Regions from separate parts of the Anas platyrhynchos genome. Here region 1 is linked to region 2. A link is a contact called in public Hi-C data. All regions are on one chromosome and are shown on one strand. Each heading gives the region's core, a stretch centred on a gene start, on an enhancer-like site or on the middle of the called end of the contact. The rest is flanking DNA. Distances are from core to core; before and after follow the strand shown.

What was found. A called contact is a pair of places that touch in the nucleus more often than the background predicts.
Region 1: a Hi-C map of liver shows a contact between it and region 2, with 2.9 times the contacts expected there. The contact joins the promoter of LOC101800252 here to the enhancer-like site in region 2. A contact is called at or near these places in 2 of 8 Hi-C or Micro-C datasets (liver and subcutaneous adipose tissue).

What each region holds. Positions count from the first base shown.
Region 1 is chr26:1,468,232-1,475,996 of IASCAAS_PekinDuck_T2T, forward strand. LOC101800252 (ras-related protein Rab-11A) reads right to left here and starts at 6,128. Exons shown (of 5, transcript XM_027444517.3): 1 at 6,003-6,128; 2 at 3,537-3,732; 3 at 3,259-3,452; 4 at 3,096-3,176; 5 at 1,713-2,930. The coding sequence starts at 6,042. The coding sequence ends at 2,791. It overlaps RAB25 (RAB25, member RAS oncogene family), which reads right to left. Exons shown (of 5, transcript XM_027444489.3): 5 at 7,032-7,635. The coding sequence ends at 7,505. It overlaps MEX3A (mex-3 RNA binding family member A), which reads left to right. Exons shown (of 3, transcript XR_005260994.2): 3 at 1-1,202.
Region 2 is chr26:1,374,536-1,382,067 of IASCAAS_PekinDuck_T2T, forward strand. It overlaps SMG5 (SMG5 nonsense mediated mRNA decay factor), which reads left to right. Exons shown (of 22, transcript XM_027444519.3): 10 at 1,550-1,758; 11 at 1,901-2,038; 12 at 3,138-3,839; 13 at 5,659-5,828; 14 at 6,117-6,192; 15 at 6,864-7,039. Among named protein-coding and RNA genes, the nearest start is that of BGLAP, 13 kb to the right of the region's middle. Within about 2 kb of position 2,921, at least 3 of the 8 cell types and tissues checked have an H3K27ac peak or open chromatin away from gene starts, as enhancers often do. A contact at or near this core is called in subcutaneous adipose tissue, where this site is marked.

The DNA of each region.
Region 1 (7,765 bases), core at 4,878-7,377, 97 kb after region 2:
AGCATCGTTCCAGGGCCGCTAATGGAGCAAATTGAAAGTCACCCCCGGTAAAGTGACACTAATGTGAAATCTGGAGTTGTTCCACCGCTGTCTGCGCAGCTACGCAGGGATAAAAAAAATAAAAATAAAAAAGGAAATCATGTCCCCACCCTGCCTGGCGGTGGCGGTGCCAGTTCGCTGGGTGGCTGATGGCAGAACACGTCCTGGTCTCGTGGCGATGCTTGGGGACAGCTCGCTGAGGACCGGGGACGGGGCAGAGCAGCGCCGCGTGGCCGCGGGGTCTTCCCTCGCCTCCCAGCAGCTGCTTTGCTCAGCTGTGAGACCATCGGCCCTTTTGGGTTTATTTATTTTTTTCCTTGTTCTTTATGAATTCCCTTCAAGAGAATTGTAAAGAAAAGGGAAAAAATAAAAAAGCCAGGGCCAGATCCTGTCTTGCAATTGAGGGTTTGCTCCTGGGTGAAGCAGGCGTGAAAGGCAGTGGGATTTGACGGCCGGGCGCGTGGTGCTGGCTGATCCCGGCATCGGCTGCGATTTCCTCCAGCTCTTCCCAGTATTGGAGGTCCCAGCTCCAGCTTTCTGCCACTGGGGCTCCAGCAAAGCATTTTTTGGGGCCATTTCCCCATTTCTCGAGCAAAGCCTCAAGCCCCAGGGAGCTTCCAGGGGAGCTCAGCCCCGCGCAGCCCTCGCTCGCCAAGTGCCACTGAACTTTCTCTCGCCCGAAATGCCCAACGAGCCCACGTGCATCCGCTTTTATCCACGGAGCTGCCGGTGTCGGCCTCGGCATCCCGACCGTGGCCCCTCCGCTTAAAGTCCATTCCCTGTTACGTTGTGTTTTCCCTTTTTTTTTTTTTTTTTTTTTTTTTCCTTTTCTTTTAACGTCATAGGAAACCTGTAGTCGGGATTGTTACTATTGGAAACCGATCACATGTTCCATCCAGGTATTTTCATCTCTCCGGCATTACGCAAAAATAAAGGCCTGAGAGAGAGATATAACCGAACATAGAAGTAGAGTTAGGCTCGTTGTCTGAGTTTTGAGGCATATAGTATAAGGGGAGAAGGAAAAAAAAAATTAAAATAAAAAAATTAAAATAATGATGTTGCACAACTTGTAGAAAAAAACAAAGAAGGGAAAGGGTTAATGTATTAAATGTGCTAAATTACATTAAGAACTTAATTTTATTAAAGTATTATTACTTAAGAAACTTGGTATCTGCTCTTGTTTTCTGTCTGTTCACGCTCTGGGAAGGGCTCCAGCAGTGGGGGGGGTGGGAGCGGGGCCCTGCTCAGAGCAAAGGGATTTCACTTCCACGGCGATCCCATGCCCTGAACCCGCAGCCACCCTCAGCCCCGTCTCCGTGAGCTTTGGGGTCACCCCCTCTGCCACATTCTAGCAGGAATTGTGTAAAAACGGGGGAATCGGAGCAAAATGGAGCTAAAAGCTGTGACACTTTGGGGACGTGGCGGTGCCCGGGGGCACGCTGCGCCAGGGGGGTCCAGCCAAGGGTCAGGTGCTGCTACGGTGGCTGCTCAAAAAGGGGTAAAATCAAGCCAAAATGGGGCTGGCCCCACATTTCCTTTGTACCCTGCTCCTCTTTGTGCCCTTCCTCGCCTGGGGATGCCACCGAGCTGCCGTGTGCCAAGGTGGGGGGAAAAATGGGCCCGGAGCTGGCGCGGGTCCTGGGCTCAAGCAACGACCCCAACAGGCAGAAAAATCCTCCAGCAGCAACTTTATTTTAGGATCCTGTCCAAATTCCCGTTTTGTCAATAAACCGTGCCCCGAGGCAAAATCCTGCCAAGTGGGACGGGGTGACCGTGGGCAGATGTGGAAAGAGAGAACCCCCCCCATACACCAGGGGATGCGCTCCTGGGGCGAAGGGATGGGATGGGATGGGATGGGATGGGATGGGATGGGATGGGATGGGATGGGATGGGATGGGATGGGATGGGATGACCCCTGCATTGCCCCCTGCCCATCACGCCAGTGGCACCGGCTCTGTCCCAGCCCTGGGGGGCCCGGCTCTGTCCCCTGGGCAGTGGGATCGGGGCTGGCAGCCCCCCATGAGCGCAGCACACGCTCCATCTAGCGGCAGCCTCGTCCCCAGGCTGCGCCCTGCTGTCACCAAATCCCTCGTCCTCATCCCACAGCCCCAAAAGTGGCAAAATCTTCCCAAATCCCCCCACCCTGGGAGCCCCCTTTCCCCTCCTCGTGCGTCCCAGCACCCGGCTGAAGGACAGGGCAGATTTTTCCTCTGTGCTGGCTGCGCTGCAGGGGCTCAGGGCACAAAAATGGGGTCCAAGGTGGGAATCGCCCCCTGCACCCCCCCAGCAGGGCGCCCCATCCGCACCCAGAGCCGTGCCCAGGGCTGGGTGCACCCAGTCTCTCGCCTGGCAGAAAGAAGGGCGCACCCTGGCCCCTCACCATCCCAAAAAACCTTCCCCAAAGGGCTGCACCCACGGGTGCCACAAAAACCTGGGTACCAGGCAAGGGGTGGGCTGCCTTAGGGTGTCACCCTAAGGTGACTTCGGGGCCGGAGAAAGCAAGGAGGTGAAGGGTGGCACGTCCCGAGCCCTGGGGAAGAGAGGCACTGGTGGGGACACGCGGCTCAGGGAGAGCTTTTCCTCTCCATTCCTGTAGGTCCTACATAAACACGGGGAGAGCAGCACAAGGCGGCACGGAGCGGCCATGCAGGAGAAGAGACCCCCAGCCCCATCCCGTTCCCGGGGGGCTGCAGCGAGCAGAGGTAGAGGGTGAGAAAGGCGACGGCTCCGTGCGCGGGGCAGGGGGGGGGCTCAGATATTTTGGCAGCAGGGAGCCTGGCGGCCCTCCTGCTGCGTGGGCAGCACCCGAACGGGCTCGATGGTGGTGCTGGGGCCGAACTCGGACTCGGGCTGCCCGGCGATCTGCCGCTGAGACACGAGGCGGTAGATCTCTGCCGAGAAAAGGGGAGAAGGAGGGAAAGCTTTTTAAAAAAAATGTGGATTTCAGCGGTTTTCAGATTTTCCCAAAAGCTCAAGAGGCTGGGAGCACCCAGGGGAGAAGGATCCCACCCCCAGAGCTTAAAGAGGTCCCAAAGCCCCTCCTGGCCACCCCTTACCCGTCAGGATGCTGTGGAAAGCCGTCTCCACGTTGGTGGAGTCCAGAGCCGACGTCTCAAGGAAGGAGAGCCCGTTCTTCTCTGCGAGGACAGCCTGAGCTCAGGCAGGAGTCATAGGGGATGGGATGGGGTGGGATGGGGTGGGATGGGGTTTAGGGGATACCTGCAAAGCTCCTGGCCTCGTCGGTGGGCACGGCCCGCAGGTGCCGCAGGTCGCTCTTGTTGCCCACCAGCATGATGACGATGTTGGCATCGGCGTGGTCCTGCAGCTCCTTCAGCCAGCGCTCGGCGTTTTCGTACGTCAGGTACTTGGCGATGTCGTAGACCAGCAGAGCTCCCACGGCCCCCCGGTAATACCTGGGGGACAGCGAGGGGACGGGCTCACGGCGGATTCCCAGGGAAGAGACGTGGGATTTGGGGGGGCACGGGGGGGACACTCACGCCGAGGTGATGGCCCGGTACCGCTCCTGCCCGGCCGTGTCCCAAATCTGAGCTTTCACGGTCTTGTTGTCCACCTGGATGCTCCTCGTGGCGAACTCCACCCCGATGGTGCTCTTGCTCTCCAGGTTGAACTCATTGCGGGTGAAGCGGGACAGGAGGTTGCTCTTCCCCACGCCGGAGTCCCCGATGAGCACAACTGGATTGGGGAGGGGGGGGGACGACAAGCACAGCATCAGCCCCCGGCCCCCCAGCACCACGCAGCACCAATTATCCCCAAATTATCCCCAGCCCTGCATGGACTTGGACGTCCCCATCAGCCCCCATCTCCTTTTCATCCCGAGGGAATCGGGGCATAACCAGGGATTTAAAGAGCTGGTCCCAAAGCGAGCACCAGCCGAGGAGGAGGAGAAGGAGGAGGAGGTGAGGAGGAAGAGGAGGAGGAGGAGGAAAGTCCCTGGGTGTGGGCCAGGTGATGCATTTTCTACCTATTTCCTGCCAAACCTGGCGCAACAACAGGCTGCGGGGAGGCTCCGTCACGGCTCCCCTGTCGAGTTTGTTGGGTTTGTGACTCAACAGCTTTGGATTTCTTTCATTTTTCATGGCTGCTGGCTCGGTCCGTTCCCCGGGGCAATGAGGACTCCGGGGGGGGCTTCTCCTTGCCCTCCCCAGCTGGGACAAAACCCTTCGAGGGACCAGCAGCAGAGGGAGGGAGGCTCCCGATGCTGCGTGGATGCCTGGGGAGACCACGCTGGGCTGGGCTGCCCTCAATGAACAGAGGAGACGCAGCGGCCAGCAATGTGCCAGGTTCGTTAACGAGCCTCAGCGCTTTGATCCAGGCTCGGTGTTTAATTAACGGCAGGTTGCCACTTCCCTTGGCTCCAGCACAAGGTCTCCGATGCCGGCAGTGCTGCTGCAATTTGGCTTCCACTGGTCCCGTGCACGCCCCCGGCAGCGCCGAATCCGGATGGGGAAACTGAGGCACGCGTGTGCCGTGTCCCTGGAAGCCTTAGGAGCAGGACGCTCCCTTATAAAGAAAGTCAAAGAATGCTGCTTCAAACCGAAACCAGCACCCGTTTGGGGGAAAAAAAGCCCCAGCAAAGCCCTGGGGACCCAGCGAGCGCTGTCCCAGCTCCGCGCCCCGAAACACCGCGTCTCCCTTGGACTTTGCCCCTGGTTTGGGTGGAACCACCGGGTTCTGGACTCAAAGCCAGGTTCTCTTATTTTTAAGAAGAAAAGAACGGGGAAGGAAAAGCAGAGCCCGACCTCCAGCTGCCCTCAGCCCCAGCTCCTTTAGGAACCCGGCACCGCAGGGGGACACCACTGGGGCCCCCCCAGAGCCGTGCCTCCGGTGTAGCAGGGGGCGAGACGCCGGGGACGCCCCTCGCTGGGTCCTGGGAGAGCTCCGGGGAGGATTTTGGAGCCACCTGCTCGGCAGGAGGGGTCCCTGCCCATGGCAGGGGGTCGGAGCGAGGAGATTTTTAAGGTCCCTTCCGACCCAAAGCAACTCCGAGATTGATTTCCTGGGCGGGGGCCGGGGGAGGTGCTGGCGGCTGACTCACAGCAAGGACATCCCTGGCTCCTATCACGATTTTTGGCCGTCCTGTCGCGACTTGGCAACGTCCTGTCGCGACTGGGACCCCATGCTGGTGGCTGGGGAGAAGATCCCGGGGTTCCCGGCTCCCTTCCCGGGGGGGGCAGGGGGGCTTTTCCCCGCTCCTCCCGCTGCCCACGACTCCCCCCCAGCCTCCTGGGGCTGCCCAGGGGCCAAGCACCCCCCACCCATGGGTGCGGGGGCACCCAGCACCTGCCCAGCACCGGGAGCTGGGCCCAGGCCCCAGTTCAGGTCCTGGGCCCCAGTCCTGGGTTCAGGTCCCACATCCCAGGTCCCGACCCCGGTCTCTGTCCCCGGTCCCGGTTCCTGGTTCGGGTCCCAGTCTCCATCCCTGGTCCCCGGTCCCGGTCCTTGGTTTCCAGCCCGGTTCCCAGTTCAGGTCCCGGGTCCTGGTTCCCAGTCTCTGTCCCCTGTCCCAGTTCAGACTCAGGTCCCGGTCCCCAGTCCCGGGCCTGGGTTCAGGTCCCCAGTTCAGGTCCCAATCCCGATCCCTGGTTCCCGACCCCTGTCCCAGTCCCGATTCCTGGTTCCCGGTCCTGGGTTCAGGACCCCGATCCTGACCCCGATACCGATCCCGGGTTCAGGTCCCGGTTCCCGGTTCCCGGCCCTGGTCCCCGATTCCCAGTTCCGATCCCAATCCCGATTCCGGGTTCAAATCTCGGTCCCCGGTTCCCGGTCCCCGGTTCCTGGTCCCGATCCCGATCCCAGTCCCGGTCCCAATCCGGGTTCAGGTCCCGGTTCCCGATCCCAATCCCGGTCCCGATCCAATCCCGATCCAATCCCGGTCCCAATCCGGGTTCAGGTCCCGGTTCCCGTTCCCAATCCCGATCCCATTCCCGTTCCCGGTGCCGTACCCTTGAAGAGGCAGTCGTACTCCTCGTCCCGGCCCCGCATCGTGCCCCTGCCCCTGCCCCTGCCCCTGCCCCGAGTTCCGGACCGGGGCGTGGGGGGGTGGGGGGGGGGGGAGGCGGGACGGGGCCACCCCCCGCGATCCCATTGGTCCCCCCCCCGCCCTCCCCCGCTGCCATTGGCGGGCGGGGCTGTCCGTCACCGCCCGGCGGCTCACCTGGGCCAGGTGCATGGGGGCGGCGGGGCCCCGGGACCCCAAACCCCGTCCCCAGCCCCCTTCTTCCCACCTTCCCCTTCCCCCCCTTCCCCTATTTCCCTTTTTCCCCTTCCCCCCCTTTTCCCCATTCCCCTTTTTCCCCTATTTCCCATTTCCCCTATTCCCCCTTCCCCCTTTTCATCCCTCCTTCCCCTATTCCCCTTCTCCCATTCCCCTGTTCCCCTTTACCCCCTTCCCCTATTCCCCTTTTCCCATATTTCCCTTCTTCCTCCCCTTCCCTATTCCCCTTTTCCCCCTATTTCCCCTTTCCCCCACTCCTCCTTTCCCTCTAACTCCCCCTTTTCCCCTATGCCCCCTTTCCCTCTCTCCCCCCTTTTTCCCTATTCCCCCTTTTCCCCTATTTTCCCTTTCCCCCTTCCCCCCACCTTCCTCTATTTCCCTTCTCCCACCCCTTCCCCCCTTCCCCTATTCCCCTTTTTCCCTATTCCCCCCTTCCCCTATTTCCCTTTTCCCTTATTCCCCTTTTCCCCCTTCCCCTGGCACAGCACAACCCCACTCCCCATGCGGAGCCTCCAGCCCTGGTCCCACACCCAGGAGAAGACCCTGGGAACCCAGAAACATCCCCCCATTTCCCAGGGGGGTCGGGAAAGACCCCTTTTTGGGGCCGATCAGCTGCCGGGCATCCCCCTGGGGGCCATCGGGGCAACGGGACAAGGGAAGGGGCGCAGGGACCCCCATGGGGACGCACCCCATGGGTATGGGGTGGGGGGCGCAGGGCTGAGGCCAGGAGGGTTGAGGGATTCCAGCAGAGCGGAGCCGCCTTTCGCAAGTCCTTTAATGGTGGCAGCACCACATTTTGGGATGCGGTGACCCCGAAGCTGTCCCCACTGGGGACGCGGAGCTGTGGGGACAGGCAGGTCCCCAGCGCGCGGTGCAGACCCCACAGCAGGATCGCGGCAGCTCCCGTGGGTGGCACGGCCCCGGCGAGAAGCAGCAGCAGCACCCTTGGGTGTCTCAGTCCTCTGCACGGCGGGGCTGGAGGGATTGGGATCGGGATCGGGATCCGGGGCAGCTCGGGTGCTGGTGTGAATTGCTCAGGACCCCATAAAAACGAGGCGGATGGCGCGGAGCTGCCGGCACTGAGGCTTTTCACCATTTCTGGCAGAATTTACCCGCTTTCCAGGCTCCCCACCACGCCGCAGCAGGGGGTTGGTGGCCCAAAGGGACCAGCCCCAGCCCCAGCCCCTTGGCACGTCCCGGACCCCCCCGAGCTGCCCGGGGGGGGGGGGCTCAGATGGCCACGCAGCACGGGCGCTTCTCCCCCTGCGCCGGGGCCGAGCTCTCCGGGTTCTCGCTGCCGAGCGACACCGTGCTGCTTTGGCTGCTCCTCTGCTTCTGCTTCTGCACCTTCTGGAAGATCTCTGCAAAACACAAAAGGGTCCGGGGAGGGGGGGGGAAAAAAGGGGGCAGATTGGTGTCCTGGAGGGGGGGGGGGCGCAGACACCTCTGAAGGATCCCCTCAAAGGGAGGATGCTTTGAGGGGTAGGGGAG
Region 2 (7,532 bases), core at 1,671-4,170:
ATTCAGAAGTGGAAGAGGCTGTTCCCTGCAGGATAACGGTGCCTGTGCTGAAGCTTTTTGCCAAAAGGTCCAAGCTTTATGAAGTCTTTTTCTGCTGGGAGGTTTTCAGGTGATGCTAAATTCACCTCTTGAAATAAAGCAGGCCTTTTAAAGGGCTAACACAGACTGCAATTAAATTCATCATGGAATAGTGTAGTTTGGAGGAGACTTTCTAGAGGTTCAGTCTTTTCCCCAAAGTAGGGTCTGCTGTAAAGATAGATTCAAATGTGAAATTAGGTGAGGTTGCTCTGAGCATCAACCAGTTGAGTTTTCAGTGGATCTGAGGACAGAGATCTCACACCTCTCTGGTTCCCCTTCCAGTCTTTCACCACCTTTACCACGGAGGGATTTTTATTTTCCTTTACTGCAGCTTGTGCCTGTTGCTTCCCTTCTTTTTGCTGTGCACCATGGAGAAGAGTCCTCTGGCTCAGGCCCTTAAACCCATCTATTTGGCATCTGAAAACAAAATTTATACCTCCCTAAGCCTTGCCTTCTTCAAACTGAACAAACTCAGTTCTCTTTCTCTCTTCTCATACATCCTGTGCTGTGTTACACAGTACTCCAGATACCATTTCACGAGTGCCAAACAGAGAAGAATAATGATTACGTTCAATGTGCTGGCTGTGCCCTTGCTGATGCAGCCCAGCATGGGGTTAGCATTCAAATATTGACTGATACCAGACAAGAAATTCAAGGCTCATTTAATATCCACTTAATGAATATTTAGTACATTAAAAAACAGGAAATCACTTTAATTTCCCAGTTATGTTGTCCCCTGAAAAGGATTTGCTAGATGTTTTGCAAACAGGTGTGGTTTTGTTGCTTTTTTTGGGGGGTAACTAGGGGACTCCTGTAGCCCATTATACTGAAAACCACGTGTGCTTCATTTGAAGTGGCTAACAGCTACAGGAGAATGTTCTTGTGTGGCTGTGAGTTATAGCTATGGGAGGAGGGAAAAAAGAGTCCCTAACTTGTGTGTTGTGATCCTTTTAGCTGAGCGGTGGATCTGAAACTTTTGCTGTCTTTAACGTTGAAGTGCCCCGTTTCTTCATGAAGAAGCCTGAGCTCCCGGGGAAAAAGTCATCGAGTGGTTATTTAGGTTAGGTATAAAGTGGTTTTGAGATCTTTGAATTACAGGAGATGTGCAGATAAGGACTGTGGTTGTTCCTGCAGGAGTGTTGCTTTGGGCCTGGGACTCGATGTGTGAGTCCACCCACTGACCCCATCCCACCCCGTATTTTTTCTGGTGACCCATCTCTTTGCAAGGATGTGCCCTAGTTACAGTTTATCTTTAATTTATCAGCCTTGGAGAGGAAAATGTAATCTGATTCATCCCACTTGCTTCTCATACCTGTGGTTGCCTGCGTTATGTTCCCCTTTGCTTTATCTTTCCCAGGGCAAAGGATTGCCCAACTGTAGCTTCTGCCAGATTTGGTCAGTCTCCACGAAGCCATTGCCAGGAGTTTGGGTCTTGAATAATAATTCTTGTTAATTTTTTCTTCCCGTTAAGCTCTCTGGATTCTGAGCTGACGTCACTCTGCCAGTCTGTACTGGAGGATTTCAACCTGTGCTTGTTCTACCTGCCTTCTCCTCCTAACCTGAGCTCAACCAGCGAAGATGAAGAGGAGTATGAGAGCGGCTACTCCTTCCTTCCCGATCTCCTGATCTTCCGCATGGTGATCATCTGCTTTATGAGTGTTCACAGCCTCAAGAGGGCAGGTAACCAGTGCCTTCAGCCATTCGGAAATCAAGTGATCTGATAACAATCAGCAGTCCAATTAGGCAGAAGAAGTCTTAGTGGGCGCTCGTGTTTTGGGCTAGTGGTCAGGCTCCTCTGCCTCATTAAGCTGTCTCCTTGCAGGTTCAAAGCAGTACAGTGCAGCCATTGCTTTCACACTGGCCCTCTTCTCTCACCTGATAAATCACGTCAATATGCGGCTGCAGGCAGAGCTGGAAGAAGGGGAAAATCCAGTCCCAGCTTTTCAGAATGATGGCACAGGTAAGAGGACGGAGGTGGAACTAAGCTGGCTCTCCCCACTTGCATGTCGATAAGGGGGTGGCTTTTACTTTCCTTTCCTAAATCTCATGGACGTGGGTTTTGTCGCATCGTGCCTGAGTGGTGCTAGAAACATCTCAATCTTTGACTGCTGGGCTGAAATTCACAAAGACGGGTAATTTGGGGAGTCTCCACTTAGATGCTCTCAGCGAGTAGCAGAATCATTGTAGAATAGAAGGGTCGCTTGCTGTCTTGAAAGGAGTTATGGTTTTGTGTCTTTTAACAGCTTGTTCATTATCTATTTACCCCAGTCTGTGTTGCTTATGATCTGTCTGCATTCTCTGTTGTTTACTGGACTCTTTTTCTCTTCCTCTGAGATGATCTCAGGTAAAACACCTGGGCAGAGCAGTTTGTAGGGGAGGCCGGCCCTACTCTTCACACCTCATCTCTGTTCAGACAAAAGCAGGTCTTTAGCTGCTGGTGGAGCCTGTTGAGCAGAGAAGAAAACCACTTGATCTTTCCCCTCCGAACCGTCAATTTGTACCATTTCACAGAATGCAAGGCTGGACTTTTCCTGGCCAAAAGCAACAGTGAACGACTCCTCCCCTGCCTGGGTTTTGAAGCTGGCAGGGTGACAGAGGGCTGCTGGAAAGGCTCGGGGCGTGTTGGTGGAGGAAAGGGATGAGGTCAACTCAGTCTGGTTATGAGGTGGGGAGGCTGGTTTCATCAGGGTGACTGGCACACGCTCCTGGCCTGCTAGGTGGGTCACTTGGCTCTCAGATTTTAGAAAGCCGGGTAGAAAATTTCAGATTCAGCTGCGTGTTCTGTGCTGGTTTGGCAACGTTCAGCATTGAGGCTGCCTGATAACGGAGCAGCACAGCTTGGGCTGTAGGAATCCAGGCTTCTTGAGTCTTTCCGGCTGCCCTTTTAGTGTCTGAGTCATTCTCTCAGGGTTGTCATTACTTCTCTTTCTGGGGAAAGACAATAATAGAAGCGATGGCTGAAATTTGTGCTGCTGGTTCCCCTGGCTCGTGGCCAGCAAGCAGCTTGTGTGAGACATCGGTGCTTTTCTAACTTGTGGCCTCATTTGAAATGTCTGCAGATGACCAGGAGCCGCGGGAGCCTTTGAACTCGATTGAGAAAGAAGCCGAAGCTGAGTTGGCCAATCACCAGCCCAAAGAGGAACAGCGGAAGAATGACTGCAAGAAAAGCAAGAAATACTCTCGCCTCTCCTGTTTGCGTCGCCGTCGCCACCCCCAGAAGGTGGATGAGAGCGACCTGAGTGAGGGCTTTGACTCTGACTCCAGCCAGGGCTCTACAAAGGGCAGCGATGGCTCAGAAAGTGGCTCAGAGAAGAGTGACGAGGAAGCAGAAGCTGCTTTTGATGTGGAGACGGACTCTGACATGAACAGCCAAGAATCTCGGTCTGACTTGGAGGACATGGAAGATGAGCCGGGTGAGGAGGGAAGCAGCCGAGGCAAAAGTGGGCCCAAAGAGGCCTTAAAAAACTGTGTAGATGGCAGTGGGCTTGGGGACTCTAAGATCCCGAGCATCTCTAAAACTGAGACCCCAGATTCGGCAGTGAATGGACCCGTTTCCCTGAGCACTAATGACGCGAGCATAGCCAGTAACCTCCAAGCCATGTCCACCCAGCTGTTTCAGACCAAACGCTGCTTTCGCTTGGCTCCCACTTTCAGCAACATCCTTCTGAAACCAAACTGTGAGCCAGCTGTCTTAAAGGATGGGCTGGACAACAAGCCATGCGTCAACGGAGATCTGGAGAAACCCAGCTTGGCAGAGCAAGGTAAGGACGTTGGAAGCGTGTTGTGCTTCTGTGTGGAGGGCTGCAAGCTCGGAGCAGTCTGTTTGCTAAAATCCACCCCCTTCTATCCTGCAAGGTCTCCTTCAGGCAGGTTTGGATGAGCAGATTGCCCACGTACCATACAAATCTGGGGCTGGGTGTTTCCTGGAGGAGCTTTGCTCCTTGCCTGACATCTGGGATCCCATGCAAGTGAGCAAAGGAGACACCTGCAGCCAGCCAGCGTTAGCTGTTGTTCTGCTCAGCAGGCAGAATAATAATTCCAGCCAGGTGCTGAGCACCTCTGATGTAGTACCAGGGGTAATTCCAGCAGGGATTAGCAGTCTGGATTATCTTCCTCTTTCCCACATGAAATCTCTGTAATCAGATCCTTCCCAGTGCAGACGCAGTCGAGGAAGTTTTCCACGAGCCATCATGTTACCAAAACTGTTGTGGCTTGTCTGGAAGACGTGTCCTAGGTGTGTGCAAGAGGAGTTGAGGGCCACTTTCTGTGACCCTCTGAAGGCTTCCACGCTGAATTCAGTGCTGAACCAAACTGCAGCTGCACAGCAGGTGGAGCTGTGATTTCTCTGTCACCACACCATTTATGCAACCGAGTAATGCTCTGGGAAAGAACAGCTTGGAAGGGAGATCTGATGCACTACAGGGCGTTGTTTGTGTTTCAGATAAAACCACATGGGCCTGTTCAGTCTTGTTTGTCGTTCCTCCCCGCTTCCCTGGAGCAAGGAAACATTTCTGCATCGTGCTGCCAGACTCAATGGGCCTGATTCAGGCTCTGCCTGGGTTAGGATTTGAAGGGGAAGCATTAGATCGTGGGAGCAATTTGTGACTCCCAGCTTGGCTCTGGAGCCACTTGAAAGACTTTGAGGGAAAGAAAGAAACAAAAGGGGTTTGGTCTGCTTAACATTTTCCTTTATATATTCAGTGGGCTATGCAGAAGCTGCAGACCCAGGAATGTATCTGAATCGTGTGGCCCTGTTGCCTTTATAGATGCAGAAAGTGAGAGGTTGAATGAATCCCTGTGCTTTTTGGCTTGGAGCTCCCCTTCCCTCAGCTGTGCTGTTTCAAAACCGGGGCTAGTTCACGGTTTTAACGCTCTGTTGGGGGTGGTTTCTGGATAAATTGCTTCCTCCCTTTTGATTCTGAGCATTTATTGAATGATAATCACTGTGCTAATGGACAGAAGTGACTGTGCAATTAAAATAAGGGACTGGAGTAGAACACAGCCGATCCCACGCTTGCTGCTACCTTGACCTCAGGTCGCTCGTGTAGCTGGCCTGATGTTGTCATCGAGGGATGTTGCTGTGCCCTGGATGCTGGCTTTGAGATCCTCGGGTCTGTGGAATGACAAAATGGCAAAACATATTCAATATTTAAGTTCTTGTGGTCCCCTGGCTCGTAAAATAATGCTGTTTTTTGCTCTTGTGTAGCCCAAAGCAGGGTGCACGTTGACCCACTTGGTGGTCTCTGTTCTGTGCAGTGAACGATGCCGTCCTCGTGCTGGCACGTGCTGTTCCCCCCTGCTCTGTTGCAGAGTCTCAGAGGCAGCTGCAGAGGGTTAAGACTTCTGTCAGGTTTTCACAGAGCCATTTTAGCAATCTTCCATCACTGAGGAATAAAGTGCAACAGCAATACACTCATCAACAGCACAGGGGGCAGAGAACTGGCTTTGTCAGGATATGCAGAGGCACTGACAAGTTCCACTTGACTCTTCCAGCTCAGCACTGTTCTCACACCCGTAAGGCTTGGCTTCTCGGGGGGTTTAATGCCTGCCATCATCTCGTTTTCCCTTTTATTTTTCCAGACGATGTGTCCGACTCTGAGGAGAGCATTTCAAGTAACAAATCCTGCAGGAACGAGCGATCCCTTCAGGAGAAGCTGGAGATCGTGACCAACGAGGGGCTGCTTCTCACCGTCAAGGTGTTCCTGGACTGGCTGAGGACAAACACAGACCTCATCATCATGTGTGCTCAGGTGGGAACTGGGCTCGGTGTTTGCTCCAGGGCTGTGTCTGTTCCGATCACCTGGGCTGGGCTGGGCTGGTAAGGCCATAATGAAACTGTTGGCCCAGTCCTGGACAGGAGGTGAGGTTCCACACCCCACCAGCTGAATTAAGAGCATCGTGGCCTCAAGAAGCGTAGTAAAATTTATGTTTTTAAAGCATTTTGAGGTCTGCGAAAGAGAATGGGAAGCCCACGTGGCCTGGTTACTGCATACATCTATCCTGACGATTTCTGTGGCCTTTTGTGTTTTGTTCTGCAGAGCTCTCAGAGCCTGTGGAACAGGCTGTCTGTGCTCCTGAACCTTCTGCCTTCTGCTGCAGACCTGCAGGAATCAGGTAGGGGAAAAGGAAAGGACAACGCAGTGTTTCAGCAAGCCTCAGTGTTTTTTCCATGTTTCCAGTAGCAGTTTGCTTTAAGCCCAATGCGAAGTGACTTCTTCCATGTGTTATTTTCTTATTTAAACACTGCTCCAGTTAAATACTGTCCTATAGACTTCAGCTCCATGAATCCATGATGTGGGGCTGCCTATAACCAAAACTCTCACACCTGTGTGCGTGCAGTCCTTGTGTGGCCAACCTGATTGGAATCAAGACCATAAGTGAGGGTCTGATTGCATCGTGGCAGTCATGGAAATCAGTTTTCAACCTTTGGATGCTCACGATGTGCCCTGCACCTCAGCCTAAAAACCCACGTGGGTGTTAAGAAGCATAGTTTCGAGGGATGCTTCTCTTTTGGAAGGGATGGGAAAGCTGACCCTCCAAACTACAGCTTTTCTGACCAGAGAGGAGTACCTCAGCAGGTTGTTTGGAGCAGTTACTCTTCATATTGTGGGTGGCCTTTTTGTTAACAGCATTCCTCCCCCAGCACATGTTCACAGTACCTATGTAATTACAAACCTCCGCCCTTGTTCACCGTGCATTATGTGCCTTAGAGCATTTTTCCTCTGTCTCGGCATCAGTTGTTTCAATCAGCATATGTTGGTGTGCTTCTCCTCCCTCCTTCCCAGGACTGGACCTTTGTAATGAAGTCAAGGACATGCTGAGCGGCGCCGAGCTGCCAGACCTGCACACCAACTTGCTGCTCCCAGAAGATGTGGCCCTGCGAAATCTGCCCCCTCTGAAAAATGCACACAAGAGGTTTAACTTCGAGCAGGACCGACCGATTTTCTCAGCAGTGGAGGAGGTGAGTCAGGGTAAATCCCGAATCTTGGCACGAACTGCATTTGCCTTTCTGGAAGTGCAGCTTATCTTAGCCGTGCAGGTGAAGATCTAGATCTTTTTATCACCAAAACAGACCCCAGAGTGACTCAGACTCTTGAGTCTGAGTTCATGTTGTTATTGGTGGTTGCTGAAGTCATCTGTGTCCAAAAACCCAGCGTGCTTTCCCTCCCCTTCTCTGTCAGAATCATTATGAAAGGAAGCACAGTCACATGCCAGCCTTGCTGCATGCAATCTCCTGACCTCTCTGTCTGGACAGAAGAGTTTTGTCTCTGCCCTGCCTTGGATGAAAGGGTCAGAGTTGCAGGATACGTCCTGTGATCCTACACAAGAAAAAGCAGAAGTTGGTGAAACGTTGTGTTTTGTGGCGCTGCGTGCCCTCGCAAAGCACTTCTGTCTGTTTCCCCAAATGTAAAGGACCAAGGTGATAATTTAGGGGTGGTGTAGCTGTCTTCAGA